2 separate regions of the Mus musculus genome follow, and region 2 is linked to region 1. The links are chromatin contacts, called in public promoter capture Hi-C maps. All regions are on one chromosome and are shown on one strand. The core of a region is the stretch at or near the end of the contact, and the rest is flanking DNA. Distances in the headings are between cores, read along the strand shown.

Region 1 (7,431 bases), core at 1,874-4,373:
TTAGTATGAAGCCAAGCAGAGCAATTCAGGAGAAGGCAAGAGAAGCCAGATTGAATCAGTCAGCTTGGAGAGGAATTTGAACCAGATAGCTGAGTTGAATTAGCCAGCCAGAAATCAGAAAGAACTAGAAAGGGTGAATATATTCATCAGCAAGTCCCAGATGCTGAAAAACATTCTAGGAGTAGATTGTACAGAAGCTAGAAGCTTCCAGGACTAGGCGGCCTAGGTTAGCAGACACAGGCAGTGAGCCTCTGAGACAAAGTTGCTTTTACAGGAAGGAGAGAGAGAAGGCTGAAAGGGATGAAGGCAGGGAGGGAAGGAAGTGGGAGCTGTGTTTCCTAGAGCTGTGGAAGAGGAAGCCATCTGTCACTTTAATAGAAGTGACTAGAAAGTTCAGGACAGAATGGAGGAGACACCTTCTGTCAAGACCACAGGAGATCATCTGCCTTGGCATTCCCATGGCAAGCTGTTCTGAAGCCCCAGCTGGCTCAGAGCAGCGGAGCTGAGCACCCTCCTCTGCTGCAAGAGACATGCTTGTAGGTACTCCTCTTGAGCCCTTTCGTGGGAGAGCCTTCCTCCAGGAGGTCTTTAGCTATTCTCCTGACACCCCCGCCCCTTCCCCTCACTTCTTGTGGTCCTTCCTGTATCCACCCCCTATCAAGCAGCAACTCTTTTGAGGAATAATGTTGGCAGCTGAGGGTATAATGTTAGGAGTTTCTTTTATCTTTCTCACTCTAGCTGCTTGGCTCACAAATGTATACTCAGGCACCACTAGTGGCTAGAAATAACATTTCCCAGAAGGCTTAAAGGTCCAGGCTTGTAAACCAGCCATCTTCTCATTGTGCCTTCCTGGGCAAAGCTTCAACTTCCTACTGGGGAACAGGGAAACCCTAACGCTTCCTCTACAGAGCAGTAGGGAGGACGAATTCCAGTGTAGAAGGGAGTGGCCCCAGCACAGGGGCTGACAGGTTAAATACTTAGCAATCCTTCTGTTCTCTCTTTCCAACTCCTTCCCTGACCTCAGGAGGACAGCATCCCTCCTAGGGTCCTCATCATGTAGATGGAGGGAGTATACACAGTAAGGATAAAGCACCAGGATGGATTGTCTAGACCAGCAGTTCTCATGGATCGTGGCCTCGTGTGTGTGTGCGTGCGTGCATGAGTGTGTGCGTGCGTGCGTGTGGTCAACCCTTTCACAGGGATTGCCTAAGACCACTAGAAAACACAGATCTTTACATTACACTTCATAACAGTAGCAAAATTAGTTATGAAATAGCAACAAGCATAATTTTGTGGTTTAGAATTACCACAACACGAGGAACTGTGTTAAAGGGTTGCAGCACCAGGAAGGTAGAGAACCATTGTCTCCAGCAATGCACTTTTATTGATTTAATTATTATTTAGTTGCTCTGTGTAGGTACACACCCTTGGATGTACACGTGGAGGTTAGAGGACACTGAGTGTCTTTCTCTATTGCTTCCTACCTTACTCTAGCCCAGTGGTTCTCAACCTTCCTGATGCCGTGACCCCTTAATCTAGTTCCTCACATTTCAGTGACCACCTTGCTACTTTATAACTGTAATTCTGCTACTATTATGATTCACAACGTATATGTCTGATATGCAGGATATCTGATATGCAACCATAAAGGTGTTATGACCCACAGGTTGAGAAACACTGCTTTGGACAGCATCTCTTGTTGAGCCTGAAGCTGACCATTTGAGCTAGACTAACCCGTTAGCCAGTTCCCAAGAACTGCCTGTTTCTCCCTTCCTCCAGTGCTGTAGCTACAGGCATGTTTGCCTATGCCCAGCTTGTTACTTGTGTGACGGGGATTTGAACTCATGTCTTCATGCTTGCACAAAAGGAGTTCTTCTCACTGAGACACCTCACAGTCCTCTGCACTGCATTTCAATGTTATTGAAAACAGTGTCTCTCTGTGGCTGACCTGTGGCTTACCTTGTGGAGGTGGCCTTGGCTGGGGCTGTCCTAGTAGAGGTCCTAGCTGGCCTTGCCCTGGAGATTTTGCAGGTTTAGTCTGTGGACCCTAGAGCAAGAGAAGAGAAATGATGCCAGTGGCTACAGTATTTCTGGTGGGAGGCTAAGCCTTATATAAGCCTTAAAAAAATCACCGATGTAAAATCCATGATGCGCAATTCTTCAGTGTAGCTCATGATAGATTTTTAGAATAGATTTTTAGGATGCTGCAAATGCCTCCCCCCGCCCCCTGGCTCCCAACAGCCCCTTGAGTTTAACTACTTTCCCCCTGTCTATGAAGAGATGAGTTTCTGTGGAATAAGGAGGGGCTGGGGTTGGGGGCAAGATTTGAAACTTGCTTTCCCAGAAGGCTAGCAAGCTGGTAAACTTTTGAAGACTGGTCTGGTAGTCCCTGCTAAGGCCTGAGCAGTGTGTGTGTGTGTGTGTGTGTGTGTGTGTGTGTGTGTGTGTGTATTGTGAGATTGCTGGTTTGGGGGGTGGGGAAAACTGAGACACAATAGTTTCTATTGACCTGTGCACTGGGGACATAGGGCATCTGTGTACAAGTATTCTTGCACACACCTCTGCTCAGGTCCAACATGGGAACACAGAGATGAATGTTGCTAACAATCTGTCTAAAGGCTGATGGGACAGTTTTCTTCCTAGGGAATATGAGGCTCTGAGAGGGCCCCTGCAAGGCCCTTCCTGCCTCTGTCCCCAACCCATTCTACATGATGCCAGCCCGGGGTTATCTCCTTTGGATCCTAGGGGCTTTCATTCCAGAGCCACTATTCTTTGTTCTCAAGAGAACCTTACCCAAGGTCTCAGAGGTGAGGGCACCGTGGCCCCTGGCACCAGGAGTTGGCTCATCTTGGAAACGACAAGGTCAGCCATTAGCTGCTTGTCTTCTTCCACGTGTTCTCCAATCAGGGGCATTGAACTGTCCATGACCTAGTGGGGAGGGAGCAAAGGAGGCTGAAGGACCCTGAAGAGGGCTTCAGATTCCAGGAATGTTGACACTGGGCTCAACACAGAATGACCACTAGATGGCAATGTCCTCCATGCAAAGTGCCCAGCTGGGTCCTTCCTGATGTCTGGGCTCCCTCCCTGGATTCAGTTCAACTCAGCCTCCACAAGCTGGAGTCCAGCAACGTGACTGGGGCCAGGAAGCATGTGTTGACCTTTTCTGTACTTTTCTTTGGGGCGTCGGTCTCCACCCCCTCATTTCCCAACCCCTCATTTCCCACTCCACCGTCCTCCCAGGGCTGGGGCTGGCCCTCTCTCTTCTGGCCCAAGGTTAAAGATGTCCTCAGAACTGGGAACTAGTGGGGGCTCAGTTATAACAACAACTAAAAATTTGACACAGGCTGGAAGTGACCCAGGGTTAACAGAGAAGACAAAAGAGGAAAGACATTTGTCTCGGGGCTCCTGGCAGGACACAGGCCTAAAATGAAATTCTCCTTGGAAATCAGCTGTCCTTAAGGAAGAAGGGGTGGCATTATGGGAGGTCATGTTGGTCAGTCTACTTTTGGAGTAGAAGGGGAAACTGAGGCTCAGAGATGTGAGTCAGTTGATCACTAGGTATCAGCAGCTGATGGTCTAAAGGGAACATAAAGTCTTGATAGACCTGTGACAAGGCTGTGTTCACCACCTCTTTCCTCTACTGTTGGAATCCAGTCTTCCCCTGTCTGTCACCTGATTCACCCTGACAAACCCACTCTGCCCCTTGCTCAGCTCTGGGGTCATTGGATATTCTCACTGCCAGACCCTGTACCCAGGTCTCTCTGCCCACCCCTCTCCTGGCTAACTCCTTATCCATCATGAAACACCAAGTCTGCCTTTCCTCCAGAAACCCTTCAGGACCCAGGAGCCCCTCTGTACCCATGTCTTTGCTGAGCTCACTCAACTGTCCCATTGGAGGGCTTTGTCCCAGAATTATCATTGGCCATGTGTACCCACAGAGTCAGGGTGGCCTGTGTCCTGAGGTGGGTGGGGGGAAGTTCTTGCAGTAAGCTCTGTTCACCATGGGAGGGCTTGACAGTACAGTGTCACCGAGCACTGGTGATATATGGGATACTATTCTAAGAACCAGGTATAGATGACGTCAGCACTATCTTCAGGTATCACTTTGCTGGGCTGGAGATGTGACTACAGTACTCACTTTGCATGCTAGGGGCTTCCACCCCTAGCAGCCATGACTCCAACATTCAGGAGGCAGAGACAGGGGCCATCAGAGGTTCAAGGTTTTCCTACATATTGAATTTGAGGGCAGCCTGGGCTACATGGGACCCTATCTCAGAGTGAGTCTTCGAGGATTTTTACTGTCTCCTCATCAGTGGTGAGGAGACAGAGAGTTCTATAGCAGCAGGGACCTCCTAAGCAAGCACTGGGCAGCTCTGACGTCACATGAGGCAGCCAGGGTTCCAGGCCTGTGTTCTGCTGTGAACTTGCCTGGGGGAAGTCTCTTGTCTTTTCCAGGTCTATTTTCTGTCAACTGTAAATTAAGGGTTCAGGCGGCTGCTAAGACTCTCCTGACTGTGACTTTCAGGGGATTTTGAGTACAAGCACCTGGAGTGCCTCAGAAATTGAAAAGCAAACTAGGGTGTGGGTATGGATTCCAGAAGGGCCTGTAAACTGTCCCTAAATGGATCCCTCTGGGGTCACGGGCAGTCTCCAGCAGCAGTTACAAAGGTGCTTGAGTCTGTCCCCAATGCTCCCGGGCTCCCAGCACCCTGCCTGTCCCTCTTTCCTTTAACCTTACCCATTGTTTTCTGCCCCGGATCAGTCTCTACATTCTCTTCGGAGAAATGGAAAATGGCCGCTACAAGGAACCTGAAGTCAAGAACTGGAATCCCCAACAGTGGACACACTCTCCCCAGGGAAACATTGTTTCCCAGTGAGCAAGGTCATTCCCTGGGCCAGATCAGAGAGGAAGAGGTCCCGGGTGTTTCCCCTGAGCACCCTCACAAATGTGTCACAAGTACTACAGAGACAATATTTTTGGATCTCTGCTCCCTTGTCCCCCTTACTGGGAAAGATACATTTTAGATTCCCAGGAATAAACTCCCTCTCTTCTTGACTCCACCCCAAACTCCAAAGGAAAACAATTCTCTAATGTTTCTGAGGAAAAAAAAAAAAAACAAACAAACCAAAAAACAAATCTGAAAGCCATCTTTTTTTGTTTGTTTGAGGTTTTCTGGAACATTTGTGAAAAGTTGTTTTCTTGTATTTAGAAGACCCAAATTGGCTTTTTTGTTTGTTTGTTTTTAAATGTGAAGCATCTTTCATTCCTACCCTTGTTCAGTGTCCAGAGCTGGGACACATGGGTATGGATGGCTTTTTGTGCAAGTGGAGAGATCTCAGAGACCAGAGCTCACAGCTCTGTGTGTGTGTGTAAACCAAGAGAAGAGGAAACCAGTCTATATCCTTTTTTTTTACTCCTTACGGTTTATTATTTTATGTGTAGTGTGTTTGCCTGCATGTATGTCTACATATGCATATTCCAGATGGCTGTGACCATGACATTGGATGCCTAGAACCAAACCTAGGTCCTCTGCAAGAACAAGACTTCTTGACTGTAAGCCATCTCTCCAGCTCCCTGGTCTTCCTAATGGGATAGCAGCCCTCTCCCACTCTCCTGTAACATCGGAGCCCCATTTATCTGGTTTAGAGTCTGGTTCCCAGAGTGAAGAAATAAGAAAGTGTGTGTGTGTGTTTGCTCATGCATACATTCCCAAACCAGATTCATGTCTAATGTCCTAGTGAGGAAAGGCAATGCTGGGTGGTTTGACAGGTGCTGCTGATGTCCCAGGTGAAGTGGTCCTTTATTCACCTCTGTTCTGGTAACGATCAGAGGGACCGTGGTCCCTGACTTGAGCAGAGGATGGAGTCCTATACAGAGATGCCACTCATCTGGTGGGAGCATTCAACTCTCCTGGTGACTTAACTAGTGAGAATGTTTGTTGCTCTGGGCTCCTGGCCTCTGCTGCCAACGGAACCCCTCCCTGACCTGGTGGTAACCCATTCAGTTACCTGGTGCCGTTTGCCTGTGGGTTCCTCAGCAGTGGGGCAGGCACGGGGATTGGTTGACTGGCTGGCTGCTTGTGGTCATCCGAGCCATGTGCCTCTCATTAGTTGCCCACACTCGTGGAGAGGCAGCTGCAGGGGAGGGGTGACCACAGGGCTCCCCTCACGTGTGTTCGCCTGGTGTCACCTCATTCCTCCCTTATGGGCTGACGAGCTAGCCTCATGGAAGGAGAGAGCTGAAAGGCCCACGTGTGATTGCTGAGCTAGGTAGCTGGGATTGGAGGGGAGCCCCCGAGGCCATAGGGGTGTTTCAGGTTAAAGTTGTGGAAGTGTTGGAGGCTGGGAACTGGGGAAGAAAGGAGGAGCTCCGAGGAGGGTAGGAAGGGGTCATAGAGGGAAGAGGATACTGTGGGATGGAGAGATGTATAGGCTGCAGAAGGGTCTTGAGAGTGATCCTGGGTCCCATTTCCCATCTGTGAACATCTCTTACAATTCTGTCTCTGGTAGTTGCATCTGCTGCCCCCTCCCGCACCCCCACACTGCAGCCACACTCTGTACAATGGTGTCCATTTGCTCAATGATGCCCTGTCACCTTTTCTTGCAGCCTGTCAATTCTGATTCTCCTGGGTTCAAGATTGCCTCTTAGAATTACCCAGTGCCTGGTCCAAAGGATTCCCTGGAGCCCATGGTTTTTATTTGAAGGAATGCAAGGGTGGAACCCTTGCACGGTGGTAAGGGGAATGCATTTACTTCATGTGCTTGAACAACGAGAACAATGGCACAGCATATTGTGGACTCTTGGCCCGACAAGCTGGGAAAAATCTGTGCCCCGAGTTTTGAACTCTGAGCTCAGAGTACAGAACAGGAAGGTTCCCCACTGTTGCTACAGTTGAGGTGGGTGCATGAAGCATGAGGGAATGTCTCACTATGCCCTGAGCTACAGGTAGGCTGGCCAGGAGCCAGAACATGGCTGCCCTGCTGGGGATGGTCCAGGCTGGACCCTCCTGCTTCATTCCTCACCTCGATGATATAATCTCTGCCGTCCTTGCTGTGGACAGCCTTGACAGCACAGATGTCTAGGCCGCCGAACATTTCTGAGCAGCTGTCCACCCACAGCCTGTACCTGCAAAGACAGGACTGACGGTGAGCATGGGGTAAGATGCAAGGACAGAGGTCAGAGGGAGACAGCAGGGGAGTGGAGGCAGACAGAGGAGGGGATGCCACTCAAGAGAAGAAACAAGGGAGAAAGAGAGCAAGGATGGAGGAAAGACAGAATGAGTACTGCCCCAGGACCTTGGCTCTGCAGCTATAATAGGAAGCTTGCCTTGCCCCCACCCAGAGCCATCCAGACACCCAGACAAGCCTGCAGCCCTTTTCCCTTGGGAAAGCTGCTGGAAGGGTTCTAAAGATCCCTCCCAGCTGCCCTCC
Region 2 (7,449 bases), core at 4,662-7,161, 210 kb after region 1:
ACGTGACAGGCCTCTCCACTTTGTACTCAGCCTGCCTCTTCGCTAAGAAAGTTTAACACTAGAGCTTGGTGAGACCAGGATGTCGAGATGCGTGGGAAGAGCGAAGGTCACCATTCTTTGGGGTCTCCCGGATGCGCACCATGTGATTCCACATCAGGCAAGCAGGCTCTCTTACTCAGTCTCAGAGAACAACAGCAAGGGGTCACCATTTGGCTAGCTCCAAGAATTCCTACTTCCTGACTCAGACTGTTTTGAGAGGCCACAGCTGCCCTGTGACAATGACACATGCATGGGGAGCTGCCTTCAGAAGGGTCTCAGAAAAGGTTTTCTTTCATATAGCCAGGTCCCTACACCAAAGGACTCCACAATAGGCAGTTATGCTTGATAACCTATGGCTTCCCAGGTCCACTGAGATTCACTGGCTTCCCCATTTGCAGAAGAAACTCCTAGCTTCCAGCACCTAAGGTCCCTAGATGACTTTTTCATTTTCATCAGTTGAGTCATCTATAAAGCTCAAGCATTTAAAAGCATCTTTATTCTTGAGCATCTTCTTGAGCCAGACATGTATAGTGAATACATCACATCTTTCATCCACTCACTCATTCAGCAAGTGGCCTGAGGGTTACCCAGGGCCAGGTGCTCTTCCAGGCCTTACCCATAGAGGAGTGAGCAAGGGAGTTTGCCCTCTGGGAGCCTGAATTCTAGTGTAGGACTATATCCTATTTTCTGGATGAGAAGCTAGAGGTACAGAAAACACTGTGGATGTCAGAGTGGTGACTTAAACACGTGTGTATCTAACACCTTTAAAAGCTGATTCTTTAGACCGTGTCCTTTCTTGCCACCTGTTGAAGGCCATAAATCATGTCGGGACACCTCTTTCCAGACCCTGGAAGCCTCTTTGATTCCTTGGCATTTGTTCTGATTCTTAAAATTTCATCTCTCAGTTTACCTTATCATAATGCATACCCTATCATATATATATATATCAATGTATGTTCTGATGTGTGCACATATTTTGGAATGATCACAATCTTCAAGCTAATTAAGAGATCCACCACCTCACACAAGTGTTGAAATATTAAAAATCTTACGGTTAGGGACAAATGAAGAAAGTAAGCTGAACACCAGTGTTCATGTCTTTCCTCTTCCTGACCACAGATGCAACATGACCTTTTGCTCCTGCCATAATGGAGCGGAGTCTCAAGCCATGAGCCAAAAGAAATCCTCCCTCCTTACATTACTTTTGTCACGAATGTGGTCACAGCAATGAAAGAGGGAACTAATACACTCAGTAGATATCAAGTTATCCATAGTCTTTTACTAACTGGTCATGTGACCACATGTCAGGTGACAACACTATATGCATCTTGTATAATTGGCAGGCTCTTTCCTTAAGGTCTTTTCATAGCCCTCTCCTCTGAGAAGCCCTGTAGGATCTACTCATCTCTGAACAGGGAGAGGTGCACCTCTCTGGCTTTTCCTCCCAACATTCTCAGGTTCACAGCCATTGATGGAGTTGCTTGACCCCCTTCTTTGACAATTACCTCCTCTAGAATGTGGGTCCTATTCACAGGGCTGTGTGTCCTTGGATCTGAACTGTCAATGTGTAGACAGGTTGCTGATCATGCTCTGAGCCACTTGGCTCAGCCTCCCTTGTCCTGAGAACTCTTTGATGCTGAGCTAGGCAAATGGGCAAAGAGAGTCACCTAAAGGAAACTTTTGATTCCTGTTGACGTCAGTATGAATGGGTTTCCTAGGGTGTAGTGAATGGGGAAGAGCTGACAACTGAAGGCTCTAAAGGCAAGAGGGCTGACAAATTGGAACTTTGGGAAGGGGTTACCCCATGACCAGGGATGTTTTCTCCTTCCCCTTCCCATATTTTGCCAGTCATCAATTCCTAGACTATGAAATCTCAAAGCCATTGAATCACTTCTTCTGAAAACACAGTCCTCCACCCATTGAAGGCTTGGCTCAAGAACAAGATAAGCAGGGTGTGTTGGGATTCATTGATGTGGTTCCCCACATCCACTTACTTTGACTTACATCACAAATTCCAGCACATCATCAAATGTATACTCTCAACTAGTCTTTGCATCGTCCTCACTGGCTGGATCAGAAGTTGACTTGACGGTCAAGGCTCCTGGTCCTGTGGTACCAGACTAAGTGGAAATTCTTTCCTTGGCTTCTCAGGAGAGAATGGCTTTGGGTGAGGGATAGAGAAGCCCCCAGAGAGTTTTACTGTCTTAGTTATTTTTATCTCCAGGGATCCTAGAGCTGGCCCAGTAAAGGGAAGTGGAAATTCTCTGGAGTAATCAGGAACTCCTAACCTTTCAGCAAGAATACTGTGGAGACTCAGCCTCCACATTTCCATCTTTTCTCCAACTTTTTCTGTGACAGAAGGCTAGGGAGCAGAGTAGAGGTTGGGGGTTGGTCTACAGAAGTCAGAGAAGGTAGGGAGGATAGAAGAAGAAAACTAACTTCTAGCATGTACTGAGAACCACTAAGTTACAATACTTTTAGAAGTGATACTTGATGAGTCTAACACCCTAATGATGTAGGATGTTTGAAATTCTGATTTCACTGTGGATAAATCTAAGGCCTAGAGAAATAAAATAGCCTTCCCAAGATGGTGTCTTCCATTCATACCAATGAACACTCTTATCACTCCAAGACCTAAGGTGTCAATTGTCCCAGAAGGACTCTTAGGGTCCCTCAAAAATGATTCAGAGCTACAGTCTGTTACATTGTAAGACACCCCCCACCCCAGTTATCATCTGAGAGGATCCCTTTATGGTCCAGAAACAAAGGCCAGGGAGGTTTGGTTGGCTTTCAACATCGAGATAAGGCAGAACCAAGATTTGAACTCAGGTCTTTAGACTCCTGCTACAGTGCTTCCACTCTTCTGGCCTCAGCAGAAGCCTACGGAAAAACTTGTCTCCATTCTGTTATGGTGCCTCTTTATCTACCACAGTAACATCACCTTCGTCTCACACTCAATGTCCTCTTCCTATAACCAACATCTACTGGGCTGACATGGAACTCAGGAGAATAGCATGTGGTTAGTGTGTCTGGGATTCTGTCCTCAGTACCTATAGGAAAATTCTACAAATAACTTATGATGCTTCTTGAACTGTGTGAACATCACTTTACTGCAAGAAAAATCCACAGTTATCCACCTGCATGATTTTTAGTAAAAATGGCACATATCATTGATTGTGATAGGAGAAATAACACGATAAAATAACATACATTTCTATTTCCAAATACTTTCCCATAACACCACTGGAAGACATAATGAAATGGATTGATGCTTGTGCTTACGGGTAGAACAAGCATACACCCACGGGGTGAATGTGGGCTGAGTGAGGTGTTTCATTAGTAGCTTAAATTCCAGAAGTTGGGTCAAAGTTAGTGATGTGAAATTTTTAAAAACTGATCAACACTTCCTGGCAATTATTTCAAAACAAACAAACAAGCCGGAGTGATGCCTTGCCTTGATTCACATGGTGGCTGCATTGTGTGGAGGAGGTGAATACTGAAAGTGTTCTGAGTTAAATTGAATATGATGTGAGGTTCTAGACTCAGTTAATGAGGCTTCACGGGGATCAGGGCAGATCTTGGCTATGCAGACTTACTTGTGTATATTCTTGGTCTCTTTCTCTGAGATTCCTGCATTAGTCCATTTCATGTTGCTGTAACAAAATCATTGAAGCTGCCAATATATAAACAAGTCTTGCTACCCAGCTTGCTCTCTGGCCTCCAAGGCTGGAGCTACAGGTAGGCAGGCTACTAGGCATGTGAATTTCTGGGTTGTAAATTCTGCATCTCGCACTTGTGAGACAAGCACTTGAATCACTAAGCCACCTCTCCAGCCCTTCTATTTCAGATGTGACTCATATTTTGATTTTATAATGGTCACTGCTGAGAATGCTATTTTGCATAAATACATGGTATAAAATGGTAGAAGAATGGTTACAGCCATTTCAGAAATTGCTAGAAAGTTTTGCCTAATCCCAAGATAAAACTCCATCCGAATATTTTTTTAATGAAACTCATGTCAGAAACTAAAGCAATAATTTTAAAAATCAAACATTCTAACAGAACACAATCCAAAGATATATTAATTTGATACTTGCATGTTAAGGAGTGGAGGAAGGAAAGTATTATGTCTTTGTTTTCTAAAATTAAATCAGGATTTTTTTCTCTTATAGAAATGTGCAGTAAAAACATCACAGTTCATAACATGTGGTGGTCTCAAACCTGAGCTGTGTGAGGCATTTCAGTGGGAAGTGCCCATGCTGTATGTTTGGAACCAAGACTGCAGTGAAGTCATGAAATGTAACACAGGTAGACGCGTCAGGCTTCCTGGGTGGTTAACAATAGTGTTTGACAATTACATGTTTAGAAACATTTATGCTTGTCATGTTTTAAAGTCTTAGAGGTTGGAGTCTAAGCTAAACTCTCCCTTCATTCTATGACCTCTGCCCAGCAACTCAGGAGATGAGAGAAACAAGGGCTCCCAAGCACTTTCCCCTAAACAATACCATGAAGTCCCATCCTCACAATAGGCAAGTTGTTAGGCAGATTCCCCAAGAGAGAAACAAGAAAACAGGGCTCAGACATGATCAGCAACTTAACTTTCCCTAGATCTTCGAGTGACTATGAAGTCGAGCCTTCATGATGGCATGTCCTACCATGGAAGGACAGATTGCTAGAAAGTCCATTCAGGCCACCCTATGGTACTCCTGGCATGTCCACACCAGCTTCTGAGGTTCATCACTTCTTACTGAGGTTCATCAGGTTTTAGAAATGAGCCTCATCACCCAGTGAGAGGAGAGGTGTTAAAACAAATGGGGAGAGAGGATAGGAAATGTGTCAGAATGGCTCTAATGTCCTAGATCTTAATAATCCTAAGTTTGGAACTGAGGTGATGGATGAATGTTGTGCTACAGAAGATCTTGAGTGGGCTCCATTCAGGGGAAGACATTGATGTGATGACCCAGGAGACCTCAAAACTGGCCAAGTAGTTGAGACAAGGGTCAGAGATACCTGGCATAATGGATATTGAAGGCCCACCAAATGCTCCTCTGAATGTCCTGTTTTATCTCTCAGCCCTTTTGACCTAGCAGGGATGCCCTCAAGGTATATGGGGTCCAGGAGCTCACCCATGCAAGGGCAGCATCTAAAAATCAGGAGGTGGAGTGTTGGGGTCTATTCAATTCAACAGCCGGTGAAATACTCCATGGAGCAATGTGGCTATGACTGTAGCCTTCACTCTTCCTCTAAGCTTCCATGAGTCCCAGTTCTGGTCTCTGCAGCTGCCCCAACTTCATTTGCCAAATCTTCAAAGCTGGGGGCTTGGACTTGGGGATCAGATGAGCTCTCTGTCCTGTTCTTTGCATGAAGGGGAAGAGTCAAGGGAAAACTGGCACAGGGGAGAGAAACAAGAGGTAGCCCCACGGAAACTACATGCTGGAGTTACAAGAAGGAGTGGGTGAGCCCCAGAGGAAACCAAGCAAATTCACAAGACCTCAGGCACATGGGCAGGTCATTTTACTTGAGAGGAAGGAGGAGGAGGAGGAAGAGGACATTGAGGTCAGTCTCCTCAGAAACTGTGGAACATGGACAGCTTGTTCCTCATCCCCTCTCTAAGGAAAGGAGTGTGTGTGCCTCTGGAATAAAGGACAGTCCCAGAGAGACTGTCGACAACTCCTCGGTGATGACAGATGCTTTGTGTCAGAGGAGGAGGTAACACAATTCCTTTTGAGGAAGATTCCCTTCCTCCGCTTATTTATTTACTTTTGCTGAATGATTCAGTGATTCAACCTCAAAACCAGTCTCCAGAGGAAGGCAGGAAGAGCCCAGCCCTCAAACACCAGTGTCCCTGTGAGGTTTTGCTCTGTGGAACTTTCCTTAAAAATAACCACATCAGGAGACTGTCAGGGCAGAGGAACTCTCAAACCATCCTGTGGGGCTCATGAAGGACTCAGCAGCCTGGAATGGGGATCCTTCGGGAGTCTGGCCAGAGTGTGTTTTCTCCACAGAGACAGTATGGATTGTGAGGGGAGGGGTCTGGACATCAGATTTGCAATCTCAGATACCAGAGGGTATCATATCCCAAAAGAAAGAATAGACAGGGAGTCTGAACTGGGAAAGGGGGTGTGTCTCAAGTGAGTGCTACCATGATTACCCAAGAGGCCTAGGAATTGGAACCTTTTTTGCTTTGCCCATGTTATGTTTCTTTAGGCTGTACAATACGCCAATTCTCAACACAACGGTATTGGCTCCTTTATTTCTGTGTGAACAGCAACCATTCAGAAATAAATCTCTTTGTTATAATGCATCGAGCTTAGAAATGGGCCAAGAAGACAAAAGGTTGGAATGAATGCAATGTCAGATTGAAAATTACTTTAGCAGACCTGGCTGGATGCTATGTCCAATTGGATGCGTTAAGCTTTATAGATCTTGAATGGGTCGCTCTTCTAAGGACATGAAGACTCCTGGTAAGGAAAGCCTAATGGCTGTACCCATGAAGAGAGGAGCAAAGGAAAAATGAACAGGACAAGGCTGGGTGCAGCTTGGCACCATAGTCACAAGGACTGAGGAGCATGTTTTGGTCTTCCACCTCTTGGTTAGATGATCTAGGCTATGTCAACTCTTGTGTCTCTGAGCCTCATTATGCTTGTATGAAAGGCGAAGAAAATGCTACTCACCTCCAGAGCCTGTTGAGAAAAAGAGTAGTAGTTGGTAAACCAGAAGGCCTAGTCAAACTGAGATATTCTACTTCTGGACACGTAGGAGCAATGGCACTAACCTCATAGTTACTCTTATGCTGTTGTGGCTACAGTGGCAGTAGAAAGCATCAGCACTCTTCTCAGAACTTTGAATGTGTAAGCTATACAAACACAATCTTATTGTAAAAGGCAAAAACATGTTTAGTAAATCCATAAAGTAATTATTATTTTTTGTATTTGTATATACCATGTGTACTAGCTAGTTTTGTGTCAACTTGACACATCTGGAGTTATCACAGAGAAAGGAGCTTCAGTTGAGGAAATGCCTCCATGAGATCCAACTGTAAGGCATTTTCTCAATTAGTGATCAAGGGGGATAGGCCCCTTGTGGGTGGGACCATCTCTGGGCTGGTAGTCTTGGTTCTATAAGAGAGCAGGCTGAGCAAGCCAGGGGAAGCAAGCCAGTAAGAAACTCCATGGCCTCTGCATCAGCTCCTGCTTCCTGACCTGCTTGAGTTCCAGTCCTGACTTCCTTGGTGATGAACAGCAACATGGAAGTGTAAGCCCAATAAACCCTTTCCTCCCCAACTTGCTTCTTGGTCATAATGTTTGTGCAGGAATAGAAACCCTGACTAAGACACCATGGGAATTCATTTAACCTTCACAAGAGAACATCTTAACTGGAATATTGCCTCCAGCAGATTGGCTTTTTGGC

What was found. Capture Hi-C pulls out chosen DNA fragments and counts their contacts.
Region 2: a contact with region 1 is called in a promoter capture Hi-C map of adipose tissue. The contact joins two enhancer-like sites. A contact is called at or near these places in 1 of 15 datasets of contacts at CTCF or cohesin (the NIH/3T3 cell line), 3 of 484 Hi-C or Micro-C datasets (embryonic fibroblasts, nephron progenitors and uterus) and 3 of 9 other capture datasets (adipose tissue, liver and pancreatic islet).

The regions. Positions count from the first base shown.
Region 1 is chr10:86,062,003-86,069,433 of GRCm38.p6, forward strand. It overlaps Syn3 (synapsin III), which reads right to left. Exons shown (of 14, transcript NM_013722.3): 10 at 7,024-7,126; 11 at 2,794-2,928; 12 at 1,960-2,047. It overlaps Gm51812 (a long non-coding RNA gene), which reads left to right and starts at 7,065. Exons shown (of 3, transcript XR_003949027.1): 1 at 7,065-7,146. Within about 2 kb of position 3,124, at least 59 of the 459 cell types and tissues checked have an H3K27ac peak or open chromatin away from gene starts, as enhancers often do. A contact at or near this core is called in the NIH/3T3 cell line, adipose tissue and embryonic fibroblasts, where this site is marked.
Region 2 is chr10:86,264,715-86,272,163 of GRCm38.p6, forward strand. All of the region lies in intron 6 of Syn3 (synapsin III), which reads right to left. Among named protein-coding and RNA genes, the nearest start is that of Timp3, 32 kb to the right of the region's middle. Within about 2 kb of position 5,912, at least 37 of the 459 cell types and tissues checked have an H3K27ac peak or open chromatin away from gene starts, as enhancers often do. A contact at or near this core is called in the NIH/3T3 cell line, adipose tissue and embryonic fibroblasts, where this site is marked.